2 separate regions of the Mus musculus genome follow, and region 2 is linked to region 1. The links are chromatin contacts, called in public Hi-C maps. All regions are on one chromosome and are shown on one strand. Each heading gives the region's core, a stretch centred on a gene start, on an enhancer-like site or on the middle of the called end of the contact. The rest is flanking DNA. Distances are from core to core; before and after follow the strand shown.

Region 1 (7,251 bases), core at 2,903-5,402:
GCTCCCTTCTGGTCTTTCACATACACAGTTTGTGTTCTGTCCCCTTTATTGTCATTTTGGGGTGAATATTATTTTCAAGGTGCTGGGATTAATACTAAAGTTGGCACATGCAGGGCAGCTCTAGCCAAGCCTCTAAATTTTTAAGGAAAGGGAGGTGTTTTCAAAGTGGGAGCCACATTCATTATCTTTGCCTGGAATTTTACCCTCTTCCTAATACTTACTAGTTACTGAAGACACCTTGGGAAGTGGATATATTCTTAAAGATGTTGTTCATTAGTAGTAGTCATTAAACTATGTGGGAACATAGTGTCATCTGGGTGGTTGGCTGGTGGCTGGTGAGGGAACAAGAGAATCTTTGAGGAAGATTTTTAGCTTATGGGGCTTTGTAATGATTCTCTCTTTTCATGTTCAGAGTTAGTTGCCGTCAGATTTACTCGTAATATGTTATAAAAGTGGGCATTCTGTGTAAATGCTGTGTACACAGCACTTGTTTTTGTTCTCAGCACATGGAGGAGCCATTCAGGAGAGTCCCTGACTTGGATGCATGCCTGTAGATTTTAGTTCGGTTGACCTTGGAGTCATGTAAAATCTCCATGTCATAGCATTTCGTAAGCAGCTGTATATTGTCACACAGTGGGAAATGTCAGTGCAACAAGAGTTTGAAAATATCTACTTTGGTGTGATTTCAGCGAGGAGGACATGTACCGTGCTGCAGATGAAATAGAAAAGGAGAAAGAATTGCTAATACATGAAAGAGGGATATCAGGTATGTGTGGAACTGTTTTGTCTGTAGACTTTCTTGTCATAGATAACTAGTTAGATCAGCACGCCCGCGTTCATGAAATGCGGCCTGTAATTCCTACAAGTCCTCTCATACATCCAGTCTCTTCTACACGAACTACTCACTTGGCTGAAATAGACGTAGGGAAGACTCTGCCCCGCGTCTCTTTAGTCTGCCGTCTCTCAGCTTGGCTCTTTACATCCTTAGAAGAGTTTGGATTTGAACACATTGGTCATTTTCAGTTGCAAGATGTTTTGAGAAGTTAGCCGTACACTTATCCTTGACGAGGGCCCGGTGCCTCTAATGACTGTGGCACAATGACCATGTGCTTGAGAACGCCGGCCACTGTGTGGCTCTGCCGTCTGTAGCTCTTCCAGCTTGCTCTTCTCATTCCTGGTGTGACTCCAAGTGAAGTGTGGCCTTCCTCTGCAGGTCGGCCTGTGCAGAGGCTGAGGAGAGATCTCCACAGAGTGCCTATGAATGAATGGAACTCTCACTGCTTGTGTGATTCTCATGCTCTGCCTCTCTATTAGAATGGCTTCTGTCCCTGTGGCTAACAAAAGTGTTATTGTAATTAGGATACGTACGGTTTGGTAATGGTTTCTGATTCTTCCTCCAGAGCTGATCCCTATGAAGCAGCAGGGATGTTTTGTAGTGACCCTCCTTAGAACTTCATAGGATGCTCAGTCTTCATGGCTGCCTTGCTCCAAATCACTCGGCTTACATAGCATCGTTTGATAATGCTGTAGACCCTCTGTTTTCCTCTTCCACCTCCGGGGCTCGGTTTTGATTTGACCCACCCTCCCTCTTTCTTTCTTTCTTTCTTTCTTTCCTTCTTTCCTTCTTTCTTTCTTTCTTTCTTTCTTTCTTTCTTTCTTTCTTTCTTTCTCTCTCTCTCTCTCTCTTTCCTTTTTTTTTTTTTTTTTTTTCTCGAGACAGGGTTTCTCTGTTCCCTTGGCTGTCCTGGAACTCACTCTGTAGACCAGGCTGGCCTTGAACTCAGAGATCTGCCTGCCTCTGCCTCCTGAGTGCTGGGATTAAAGGCGTGCACCATCACCTCCTGGCTGACTTTCTTTTGTCCAGCATTGTTCCCACACAGTGCCCAACTATTTAGTGAGTTTGGTGAAGTGTGTTTTCAGTCTCACGGTACTCCTCATAGCTCACTGCCCTTCCTCAGTGTCCTGTAGGCGCTCTGCCTCCTCCATGGCAGGGCACAGTGCTTACTGCGACCTGTAAGAAAGCTCTCATGCTTTTGTAGGTGAATTTAGCTCAGTGAAGGCTTTCCACACCTTGACCTGTCCAGTTTTGTAAATGCAGTTCTTTTGGAACTTATAAGCTTATGTTTGATTTGGGAGCTTTCATGCAAACTGAGGAGTTGCCAAACCATGTGCCCCTAAAACCCTGGTGATTTTCTACCAGACCCATTGTAGAAGAAGTTTGAGATCCCAGTGCTAGTCTGTCCTGAATGTTCCAGGTTCCTGGAGGAGTCCCAGTTTGTTTCTTATCCTTTGAGGTCTGATTATTGTATTTGTCACGTATGTGGTGCTTGCTTATCTGACTGCCTGTTTTCCACTCTTGAGGTTTTTTTTTTTTTACTTCCCTTACTTATTATTGTTGTTGTTGTTATTATTATTATTATTATTATTATTTTCTTTTCTTGGTTTTGTCAAAAGAACTAGTCTTCTTCCTTGAAGCAGCAATGGAAGCCTGTGTAGTTTAGTTAGATGGAGGGAGTTGTGCTCAGTGGGCTGACGAGGTCAAACACTGCCTCCTCCTGTGCCTCCATCCCCTAGCTTAGTCAGCATGTGGGACCTGCTGTGCCTCCCAGACACAGAAGCCTGCTGGGATTCAGGTAACATTATGTTGTAGCTATGCAAGTACTTAAGTTCTCCAAGCCTCTTACCTTATGCTGACCTCTGATTCAGGACAGGATCGGGCTTCTGGCTTGTTCTCCAGCTTTTATAAGACCCCTGGGCCAGCCTTAACCCTGTGATCTGAGATGGTAGGACTCCCCAGCCTTGCCCAGGGGTCAGTCTTAGTGTGTCTGCAAGTGAGGACAGCAGTGGAGGAGACAGGAAGGAAGACTTATTGTCTGGAAGCCCGTCCTCTGCTGGTGAAGTACCTTCTTCCCAGGCGTACAGCCCTCCCTGACAAGAACTGATGGCCCAGAAGGGTCCTGACTGTGTAATAGCAGTTCTTCCTGTCTGGGGGGCATGTGAGTGGGGAGGCAGATACATGTGAGTACTTCCTTATTCTAAGTAGCCTCCTAAACATTATCTCTTGAATTTCACAGAGTAACAGTGGTTGTTTTCATGTCTAGGTTAATCACTATGTACTACACACAGAACTCTGTCTGTGCATGGATTATGCAACCTTTTGTAAAAGGTTGTTTTTTTTTTTTCTTTGAGAAATGAACAATGAGGTGGTTTTTTTGAATAAGCAGTTTTTACAGTTTACTTTAAAACAAATTGTACTCCCTAAACTCTAGGGAGGCTTCGGTGTTCCTGGGTCAGTGGCTTCCACCATGCTCTGGCTTGTAAGTGCTTGTGGTCCTTTCCTCTTCCATCTCTGATGCCCACTGGGGCGGAGTCCTGGCCTCATTCCCTCTCAGCTCCATTCCTGGCACAGTGCTTGGCACGGTTAGACCTTCAGGGACTATTTGTTGAATTGAGTGAAACACGTATGTACAAGACATGTAGACTCTATGTGTTCTAGGTTCATTTCCTAAAACAATTGCTAATATCTCTATCCTCAAAAGTTTTAAAAAGGAGCCAAGATGAACCTGAAAATTGCCTAATTTCTTTTTGAAATCACAAATTGTCATATGCATACATATACATAATCATAGGCATATATCAAGAAATCAAACCTCATCCACTAAATCAAGAAAGTCTTACTGAAGGCCCTAAATTCAATCCCCAGTACGCGCACACACACACACACACACACACACACACACACACACACACACACACACGAACAGAGGAGAAGGGATATTAGGGAGAGAAGTGACTTTAAAGGCATTTTTTATAAACAACAACAACAAAAATCTATAACATGTGTTTAATCCTGAGTTGTACTAGTTTGGGGGAGACATTTAAAGGATGTCTGTGGATTAGCCAACACTGAGTGCTCTGATCCTTTCTGGTTTATAACAAAAACTATAATATTAGGTAAATAGCAAATGGAATTTTTGTTAGGTGTTATCTCTGTCTAATAGATATGAAACAAATGATGAGCTATTTTTCATGGTTCCTATGCCTGCATCTGATTATTAAAGTGTACACACACACACACCCGTGGGTCAGGTGAGTGAGAGCCTGGAGGTTCCTGCAGCTCTCTGAGGCTGTGAGGAAGGACTGCCTCCTGACTCTGGAGTTAATGAGCAACCTGACTGGTGTGTGGAGTGCAGGCTGTGTGGTGTGGTGACGAGGGAGACCCATTAAGAGAGCACTCTGGTTTATAGAGGTGGCATGGGCTGAACGCATGGGCAGTAGTGAGATTGAGGAATTTTTAAACTAGAGAAAGTAAGGTGTAAGGAGAGGACTCCCTCCCCTAGGAAGGCAGTGTCTCTATTTCCATTACTCTTGCTTTCGTTGCTTATGTGTTTCATTTCATTGTTGCCATTTTGATTTTTCAACAGAACCCAGGTTAAGTGTGGCTCCTGAAATGGATATCATGGACTACTGCAAAAAAGAATGGAGAGGAAATACTCAGAAAGCCACATGTATGAAAAAGGTATGGCCAGGGTGTACCCATTGAAGGTCTTCAAACCGTCTGTCCTGAGCTACGTATCATAGGATGCTTTTAGACAGTGGTTAGGACAACTGCTATAATAAGACAATGCTGTAAATATTGGTGTTCTAATTTTAGAGATGAGGAAACAGACTGCAAAGATAAGGACTTGTTTGGAGTCATAGTACTAATATAGAAGCAACATCAGTTCTTTAGTAACTTAATTTCTTTGAAGAACACAGAGCTGTGCTGTTGAGAGTAGACTCAGCCACTGCTGCTTCTCTTTGAGACAGTTGTGAATGCTCTTCTTAACTGGTGCTGTAAAGGCCTCAAGGATAGGCAGAGGCGATTTTACACCTCTGCCCATGCGTCTAAGTCCTAGGTATAGATTCCTCCTGTACTTTCTCTGCAGAGGAATTTGAACCATTTCCTTCATTTAAGGTGTGCCAGGAGCTGCCTTCACTTCATTCTGTTGTATACTAGCACTCCTAGACTAGCCTCTGAGACTGATAGGTATTGGAACTGCAGTACGCCCTGTGGGCTCTGCTTACAGAGTGCACTCCATCTGTCTTTCCTTATCAGTAAGGGAAACCATGTGACACTGTTTCTGTTTGACCGTTCCTAAGCTAGTGGTAAACTTCTACCTACTACTTAAGCTTGTGTCTTTTGATTCCTTTTTTTTTTTCTTTCTTGGATTATTTATATTTTGAATATACTACTTGTGCTTTAGAAATACTGACCAGTCTTTTGTATTTTTATAATTTATTTGTATGTATATGGGTGTTTTGCCTCCATGCATATCTGTATTATGTGTGTGCAGTGTCTGCGAGGCCAGAAGAGAGCACTGGACTCCCTAAGACTGGAGTTACCTATGATTGTGAGCCTCCATGTGGATGCTTAGAGTGGAGCCCAGGCCTTCTGGAAGAGCAGCCAGTGCTCTTAACTATGGTAGAATTGGATAGAATCATATTGAAAAGGGTTTTAAATTCTTTAAATTTTAATTTCTCTCATAGCAGCAGCAGAAGCTGCTTCTTCTCCCCCCTCCTTCCTCCTCCTCCTCATTATCATCATTATTATTATTTTAGAAACTTACTCGTCTTTAGAGTTCAACTCATGTCTTCAATCTGAAAGATGTCCACCTTAGCCCTAATTCTTACAAACCTGTGTTCTAGGCCCTTCTGTGTGGCCTCAGTCACAGAATACCCTGCTTTCTGGTTCCTGCTAAAGGTGACAGGCCTGTTTTCTCAGAGGCCGTCTGCAGCCGGGCTTCCATCCACTCTGGGTCTCCCGCTCTCCACCCAGACTCTGCAGGGAGTCACATCCGTATTTCCTTACCTGCTCTAGGAAAGGCTTCACTAACTAATGATTTCATTCTGTTGTCTTAGTCTCTTCCAGAGATCAGATCTGTTTTAATGTGGCATGTCTAAGTCCAATACTGAAGACACTCAGTTACCTAGATATGCCATATTTTAGAACTTATGGGAAAATCATTTCTCTATGGGCTTGCACGCAAAGAAAGGTTTGACCATTCAGTAATCAGATTAAAACACCCCATTTAGCGGTGCAGCTCCTTAGCAATCTGAGCATTGCCTGTTATAAACTTTGAGTCTTGATTTTATTTTAGTTCTTATTTGCCTAATTACCTGTGTTTCGATTCGGATATTCTTTTGGAAGTGTTTATAAATCCAGAATAATTTTTTTTTTCGAGACAGGGTTTCTCTGTGCAGTCCTGGCTGTCCTGGAACTCAATCTATAGACCAGGCTGGCCTCAAACTCAGAAATCCACCTGCCTCTGCCTCTCAAGTGCTGGGATTACAGGCGTGCGCCACCACTGGGCCAGATTAATTTTTTAAAGTGTTAGGTTCATCTCTTAAATAGTACAGTTACAGATCTGTAGGATTAAAATGGACCTGCAGCTTTTGGATCTCCTGATGACATAGCTGTGATGTGTGTGTGTGTGTGTGTGTGTGTGTGTGTGTGTGTGTGTGTGTGTGTTTGTGGTGCATCACTCTAGTGCTTGTCATGAGGCTGTTATAAACAGACCTGGACTGTCAGTGAAAGTGCTGTGCATGCAGTCATGTCATCACTGCACGTGATAGCTACCCATGCCACGGCTCTGTGTACAACGTGTGCCCTGCTGTGTCAGCAGCAACCTGATACATCATCTCATGTTCACTTTACCTCTTGATTGTGGTGTTGTGTCATACTTGATTTAGTACCTTTGTTTTCCATTGTGGCTTCTTAGCATACTTCCCCTGCTAATACTCAGTAAGAGCCTGATAGTCCCAGGATATAGTAGGATATACCAGCTAGGTTTGTGCACGTGTACTCAGATGTGTGCACAATGATGACGTTGCCTAGTGACATATTCTCAGAGTGTATTACCTTTGCTGAGTGACTTCTGCCTGTATGTGTACACACACACTTTGGAAACTCGGGATTTATGGACATTTTTAAAACTGGAGATAGAAATATTGCATACCCCCCTTCCTGGTCTCTTTATTAAAGCATTTGGGAAAATTAACCACAGATTAAACCGTTCGGGATGTGAGCAGTGAGTGAGGGCTCCCTCAGATGACTGGGAAGGGACTCTGAGGGTGCATAGAGCTGGACAGCTGGTTTATTTTGGATGTCAGGTCTGTTGCATTTGTTATAGATCAGTGGTTTCAACCTGTGGGTCACAACTCCCTTGGGGGTCCCATACTAGATATCCTGCATATCAGATATTTACATTA
Region 2 (7,251 bases), core at 1,217-3,716, 96 kb before region 1:
AGCGGGCCCAAACTGTCTTCACTTGGGTGTGATCCATGCAAATGGAACTTTCCCTAGGTAAAGAGATGCCTGCTGGTGTGCAGGAAGATGACTAGTGACCGTGTTCTGCCCTGGGAGGGATTCAGAGACAGATCTTCCAGAGTCCAAGTGGAAAGGGAGCTCCCCAGGGAAGATAGACCTGGGTCTTGAGAAGGGCAAGATATAGCCATGAAGAATGCCCTGGTGAGCAGGGTTGCTCCACCTGCGCAGCATTTAGGGGATACAGCAGCAAGGGGTTATATTGAACCCATCAGGGGCAGAGGAAATACTCTGTCACCCCTAAACAATAATTGCTGCTCTGCCCAGGATGGCCAGTCCCTAACACATACAATTGAATAGACTCAGCTCTGCATTTTGTTCTGTTGAAGGGGTGAGCCCCAGATTAGACATGAGGTTTTCAAATGAGCCTGTGGATGAATGGTCAAGCATCAAAGCCTAGAGACTGATCAGATCCTTTTAGGGGAAGGTTGTGGGCTGTGTGCAATGTGTCAGCCAGGATCCTGTATGTGTGTGTGGGTGGGGGGGTGGTATGTTACCCACCCAAGTTGTACATGTTGAACGTCTAACAAAGGGCTGTTGAACTGTGGGTGGGGACGTCAGGACTGAGTCCCTTATATGTTCAAGGCCCCGTATACAACCTGAGTTCTGTTGAAGACAGGAAGAACCACTGAGACTAACCCATTGGAGTGAGGAAGCTAAGTCACTCAGTCAGAGCACCTTTCCTCCTTAGCCCTCTGGCTCTACACTCATCAGCAAACTTAGCCAGAAGGCAGAGAGCTCACTGATAATGGTCCTTGGATTTGAACTTGCACAGCAAAGAGAGGGTAGAGAGACCACCTAAGGGGCACCTGAGAAAGAGGTAGATGTGCACAAATAAGTTGCTTATTTGAATGGTCAGCATTCAGAGCATGGAGAGTCGCAAGCAGTGGTACGGGTGTGGAGCAACAGGAAGTCTCAATTCAGATGGGACTGCAAAGTGCCTTAGCTTCTGTGGAACCCAGTCTGACCTCACTGCTTTCTACAAAGCTAAGTAAGCACTCGCCAGCGTCCAGCAAGCTCCCTCCTCAGCCCTTGCCAGAGAAAGCATCCACTGGATGTGGACAGCAGCTTTAATCCACAATGAACCTCAACAACAGCTTTATTCATAATCACCCAAGTTTCCACCAGCCAAGACGTCCTCCGTAAGTAAACGTGAGACAGAGGAAGGGACGCATCTTTCATGGGGCATGGAGCCAAAGACTAGCTCTTGAAGATCTTCCCTGACCACAATTTCAGTCTGGGTAGAGCTGAATGAACAACTAATTGGTGACAAATGGACAACTTGTGAAATATCCAGAACTAGACCATTCCCCAGTGTGAAAGGAAAATATTGAATAAGCACACCATGGAGCCACAAATGACATGGAAGAAATTTAAATGCGTATTTCAACTGAAAGAAGCCAATCTCAAATAGCCATGAACTGTATGATAGTACAAAAGGCAAAGTTTCAGACCCAGTAAAAAGATCAGGGCTTCCCGGGATCAGGGGAGCGAGGGGTACATGGGCCAATCACGGGATCTTGAGGGCTAGGAAGTTATTCTGTATGATCTATGGTGCTATGACTACAGACACATTTTCTATTGTACATTTACCAAAAACCATGACACTGACAGTAGATCCTGAAGCTCATTACCATGAGTGGGAAGGGCATGTCCGTGTATGCTCACTGACTCTGACAAGTGGAAGGCTCTGAAACAGGCTGCTGACAGTGGGAGTGGCCGTGCATGTAGGGAACAGACTAAGACTCAGTACTCCCCGCTCAACTTTGCTATTAGCCTGAACCTTTTTTTTTTTTTAAGTATACTTTAAAAATGGCAGCATGAAGCCACGGCTCCTGGAAAAGGCATTCTGTAATCCAAAGCCAAACTCCTGTGTAGCCCTGGCTGTCCTGAAACTCACTCTGTAGACCAGGCTAGCCTTGAACTCAGAGATCTGCCTGCCTCTGCCTCCTGACTGCTAGGATTAAAGGCGTGCATCACCATTACCCCTCTACAAAGATACTTTTAAAAGATTAATGTATGAAGGCAGTTAGTTGGTAGAGAAAGACTGGAAATCTGGGCCACAGACAGTGAACAGCACAGTGAACTCCATCAAGAATCCCGGGATTCACAGCCACATCTATTACAGAACGAACCTCCAGGTTTGGAGTTCTCACCTGGAGTCTGTTCTGGGCCATGCAGCCTCTGATTCTGAGAGTAACTTCTGATCCCAGAATTGTCAAATGTCCTATAGGCAAGCAGCTGCCAGGACCAGAGTCCAAATAGTGACTTTCTCTCCCAATTCTGTAACTAGGTAGGTGCTTGTTTCAACCCCTCCTCACTCTCTGCCATCTCTCTAACCCCAGTGCATTCCTGCTTCTTCCTTCTTCTCCTGGAGAGGGCAGCACAAACCCAGAACGAGGTTCCTTTCTACTGCTGTGATACTACAGCATACAGTCTCTCTGTAGTAGATTCTGTAGGCCCAACTCTAGCAAAGCCATGCTGAATGGATGTCTCTGGAGAGCCATTTCAAGATCCACTGCCTTCCCCATGGTGGCGAGGGAGGAGCTACACGTGCTTTGTGGCAGTTAGCCTCTGACCCCCACCTTAGCTCTCTTTTAAAAGTCACCCAAAGTCCAATTAGTACTGCCTCTTGAGCAGGGACAACCTGCCAGTGCCCACACCCCCTGAGGAAACGCGTCTCCTCTCTTCTCCAGAAGCCATCGATTGCTAAGAGGTCCTTGGTAAGGGTGGAGCCTTCTCGATGCGTGTTGTAATGTCGATGGATGTGAATTTAAGCAGGTCTGGTACAGGTAACTGCAGCTACTGTGAGTTCATGAGTCCATCAGCCACACAGCATCTCACACTTCCTACCTTGCACCTTTTGCATTTGTTCCTTTCTCTTGTTTGTGACATTCCCTGAGCCTTGGGAGAGGTAGGATATGGATGTACCATTGAGGGATGAACACTTAGCAACCCTTGTTTCTTATCGCTTTGGCCAGTGGTGAGCCACTGCATTACTACCCACTGCCAGCCAAATGATAGCATTAATCTACAGGTATAAATATAAATAATTACACTGGGCAGTGGTGATGCATGCCTTTAACCCCAGCACTTGAGAGGCAGAGGCAGGCTGGTCTACAGAGTGAGTTCCAAGACAGACAGGGCTATAAAGTGAAGCTCTGTCTTGAAAGAAAAAATATATATGTACAGGGCAGTTTGCAAACATGACTGTTTAGCAAATACAATAATTGTAAGTTCCCTTGCAGGGTCTATGACCTCACCAGCTAGCTATGTGCTTTTAGCCAAATATACAGTTCCAGGCATGAACTGAATTTCTAAGCCTCAAATCCAAGTATAAAGCCATTGGTTTACCCTGTAAGAGTCCTACCACTATTGCACAGAGGCGCTTATCTCACCTGGCAGGTCAGTATTGTAGCCTGTCAGGTCCAGTACTGAACATGTGCATTGATGATCCCACCCCCATCCCAGTGTCCTGCATAGCACCTTTCCTATGAAAATTAGCCACCTACAGGTCATTTTAAATAAGGTTACTGCTAACATCAAATTTTATAACTGTTTGCATTGTGTGTGTTGCTTGCCACTGTAATTAAATCACCATTTCTAAAAGTCTGCTTTAACAAAAATCTCACATCTGCAAAATGACTTTCCATAGACCCCAGGCACTGCAGAAAACATAACCATATGGTTTATTAACAATAAAAAAGATTCATATATTTTAATATTTTTAATTATTTTCCTCATTTACATTTCAAATGCTATCCCAAAAGTCCCTCATACCCTCCCCCCCCACTCCCCTACCCACCCACTCCCACTTCTTGGCCCTGGTGTTCCCCTGTACTGAGGCATATAAAGTTTGCAAGACCAAGGGGCCTCTCTTCCCAATGATGGCCGACTGGGCCCTCTTCTGATACATATGCAGCTAGAGACACGAGCTCCAGGGGTACTGGTTAGTTCATATTGTTGTTCCATCTATAGCATTGCAGACCCCTCAGCTCCTTGGGTGCTTTCTCTAGCTCCTCCATTGGGGGCCCTGTGTTCCATCCAATAATTGACTGAGAGCATCCACTTCTGTGTTTGCCAGGCCCCGGCATAGCCTCACAAGAGACAGCTATATCAGGGTCCTTTCAGCAAAATCTTGCTGGTGTATGCAATGGTGTCAGCGTTTGGAGGCTGATTATGGGATGGATCCCCAGGTGTGGCAGTCTCTAGATGGTCCATCCTTTCGTCTCAGCTCCAAACTTTGTCTCTGTAAGTACTTCCTTGGGTGTTTTGTTCCCAATTCTAAGAAGGAGCAAAGTGTCCACGCTTTGGTCTTCGTTCTTCTTGAGTTTCATGTGTTTTGCAAATTTTATCTTGTATCTTGGGTATTCTAAGTTTCTGGGCTAATATCCAATTATCAGTGAGTACATATCATGTGAGTTCTTTTGTGATTGGGTTACCTCACTCAGGATGATGCCCTCCAGGTCCACCCATTTGCCTAGGAATTTCATAAATTCATTCTTTTTAATAGCTGAGTAGTACTCCATTGTGTAAATGTACCACACTTTCTGTATCCATTCCTCTGTTGAGAGACATCTGGGTTCTTTCCAGCTTCTGGATATTATAAATAAGGCTGCTATGAACATAGTGGAGCATGTGTCCTTCTTACCAGTTGGAACATCTTCTAGATATATGCCCAGGAGAGGTATTGCAGGATCCTCCAGAAGATTCATATTTTTAAATAGAAAAGTCCATCTTCTCGAAGTGGGTCCCATGCATATTTTGATACCCACCATGACCCTCTATTCTCCAGCAGAAGTCAGAGAAATGAAGCTGGGGTTAATTCTAGTTGGCAGTTGGTCATTTCCAGGAAAGCTGGCTGTCATGGAAGTTGAATGGCTATCACTCTCCAATCCAGGAATGAACATAATGCTTTGAAAATAAGCGAGATGCTTAGAAGGAAAGTAGCTTCAACAATAGGCTCGGTCTCAGATTAGAGACCCAGAACTCATGTCCATCTGTGAGAAGTTTGGTGGCATCTGCCCGTCTTTTAGCCTATCTTACATCATGACCCATCTTGACTCACTTCACCAGCAGTGACCACGATTAGCTTTGCTCCATGGCTGAACTGGACAGATTCCCTCCTGGCTGCAGAACAATGTGGCTTTAACTGATAACTCTGAGCAAGAGTGACCAGCTGTATAGCATTGCTGGTTATCCGTTCAGTCTTCATGCCTGTCAAATGACAAAATTTGAAAGAACTGAAGTTCAGGCAGCTAAGTAGCTCTTATTTGAATCCATCTATCAGATGCAGGATCTGTTCTGAAATTTAGAATTGATGTTCTGATGATATGATTCTTAAAGGTACTAAGTAAATGGAAGAAAATGCCATGACTATGGAGTTGGACAACTCAATGTTATAAAATGTCAAGACAGTTACAGGTGCAATACACCTCCAATCAAAATCCTCAGAACTGGTGTGTGTGTGTGTGTGTGTGTGTGTGTGTGTGTGTACATATTTAAGGAAACAAGAATTCAAGACAATATGAATGGACCTGGGATACAGAAAAGGAGTTGAAATGTTACTTTTAAAATTGGAAAGTTATCTATCCTTCTGACTAATTGGGGAACATACAGAAGTTCACAGAGTTGTGGGATCTGTTCTCTAAGGACTGATAATATGCATCTCTGAGTCTTATGGAAAGTTGACTGTTACCTTCATGGCTGTCCCATAACCCTTGCCACCTGCCTTGTCCTCTCTTTCACTGCTTAAGATATAATCCCAGCCTGTAGGGTCTGCCTTGCTGGGGACCTGGTTTCCCAGTTGGCTTATTCATTCTGGCCATTTTCTCCCTTTCAAGGCTAGTCATAGAGACTGGTGTTTCTAGCCCCGGGGTTGACTGCAGGATGACCTTAACCTATAGGGAAACCAAAGCAGTAGGAATGAGTTTAGCAAACTACCTAAGACCTCCAGTGTGCTGCACAGAAGCACATACGCCTGTAGAGATAGGAGATGGTGACAGGGTTATACTCAAAAGAAAGCCAGCATAATTAGGTCTCATTCTTTCTTGTTTCATTTCTGGCCTAGTATTTCTGTCCATGCATAACTACAATGGACAAAGAAATAAAAGCAGTTCTTTTTTACACACATGAAGGCTCACATGCCCTGTTGGGGCTGGAAGACAACCTCAGGAGTCGTCCTTAGGAACCGTTCCAACTCCTTGGACACAGGATCTCTAATTGGCTGAAGGTTCACTAGTTAGGTCATGCTGATCAGCCAGGGAGCCCCAGGGACCTTCCAGGCTCCATGGGGGTCAGTGCTAAGATAAGAAATGCTTGCCAGCATGCCCAACTTTTTTAAAAACAGGTTTAGAATACAGAACTTGGGTCCTCAGGCCTATGAGACACTCTCCTGCCTGAGCTATCTCCTTAGCCTCAATATGTGTTTACATTTCAACCTGAAATAAGAGATCCAAAACTTCAGAGGGCCAGCTACATCCCAGATCCACTGGCTCAGACTCCATACTTTAACAAGATTCCCAGGCCGTGTGTTTGCTCATTAAAGTCTGAGAAAGGCACAGACTAGGTGGAAGGCAAAGTCATTCATGTTTATATCTCTCCATCATCTCTTAGTCAGAGGTTATGAGCTCCAAGGGCCGGGTCACTGTCACCAAAAATATAGATACAAATATGAAATGTTTTAACTTCACGGTGCCAGGTTTTACAGTGGCAAAGTCAAGAGTGGGCAGTTAATTGGGGACCCCAAGCATGCCCAGAATACACATCCTGAGATTGCTAGTGGGGAGTTTAGAAAGAGATTAGGAATAAAATCAGAGTTTCTTGGAGCCAGAACCACAAGGGCCCATAGCCCCTTTCTCTTTGTACTGTCCCTAGAAGCCAGATCTCTTCAAGGGACGTAAACATGCCACGCTTTGTTAGTTTTCGGTGATAAACACAGCAGAACTTTTGTGCACACACATCAAACAATGTTCTCCAAGAGCAAAGCATTTGTAGTCCACAGATTACAACAGCGACTTGGAAGCAAACGGAGGCCTTTGGCCAGGAATAAGCCTCTTGAGAAATCTGTCTCTTGAATGTACAGCAGCCAGGGCCTTGGCATGAAAAGAGAAGATGCTGGCCTCCGTGCCCCCAAACACAGCTGTGTCCATTCTTGATCGACTTGATGATAAA

Evidence for each region. A called contact is a pair of places that touch in the nucleus more often than the background predicts.
Region 2: a Hi-C map of bone marrow-derived macrophages shows a contact between it and region 1, with 43 read pairs. The contact joins two enhancer-like sites. A contact is called at or near these places in 6 of 39 promoter capture datasets (the C10 cell line, the HPC-7 cell line, HPC-7-derived erythroid cells and 3 more), 2 of 484 Hi-C or Micro-C datasets (bone marrow-derived macrophages and female germline stem cell-derived STRA8 germ cells), 2 of 115 datasets of contacts at active chromatin or transcription factors (the HPC-7 cell line and bone marrow-derived macrophages) and 1 of 9 other capture datasets (liver).

Annotation. Positions count from the first base shown.
Region 1 is chr15:27,616,797-27,624,047 of GRCm38.p6, reverse strand. It overlaps Otulin (OTU deubiquitinase with linear linkage specificity), which reads left to right. Exons shown (of 7, transcript NM_001013792.2): 2 at 690-766; 3 at 4,425-4,519. Among named protein-coding and RNA genes, the nearest start is that of Otulin, 10 kb to the left of the region's middle. Within about 2 kb of position 4,152, at least 46 of the 459 cell types and tissues checked have an H3K27ac peak or open chromatin away from gene starts, as enhancers often do. A contact at or near this core is called in the HPC-7 cell line and bone marrow-derived macrophages, where this site is marked.
Region 2 is chr15:27,710,761-27,718,011 of GRCm38.p6, reverse strand. No RefSeq gene overlaps it. Among named protein-coding and RNA genes, the nearest start is that of Otulinl, 33 kb to the right of the region's middle. Within about 2 kb of position 2,466, at least 16 of the 459 cell types and tissues checked have an H3K27ac peak or open chromatin away from gene starts, as enhancers often do. A contact at or near this core is called in the HPC-7 cell line and bone marrow-derived macrophages, where this site is marked.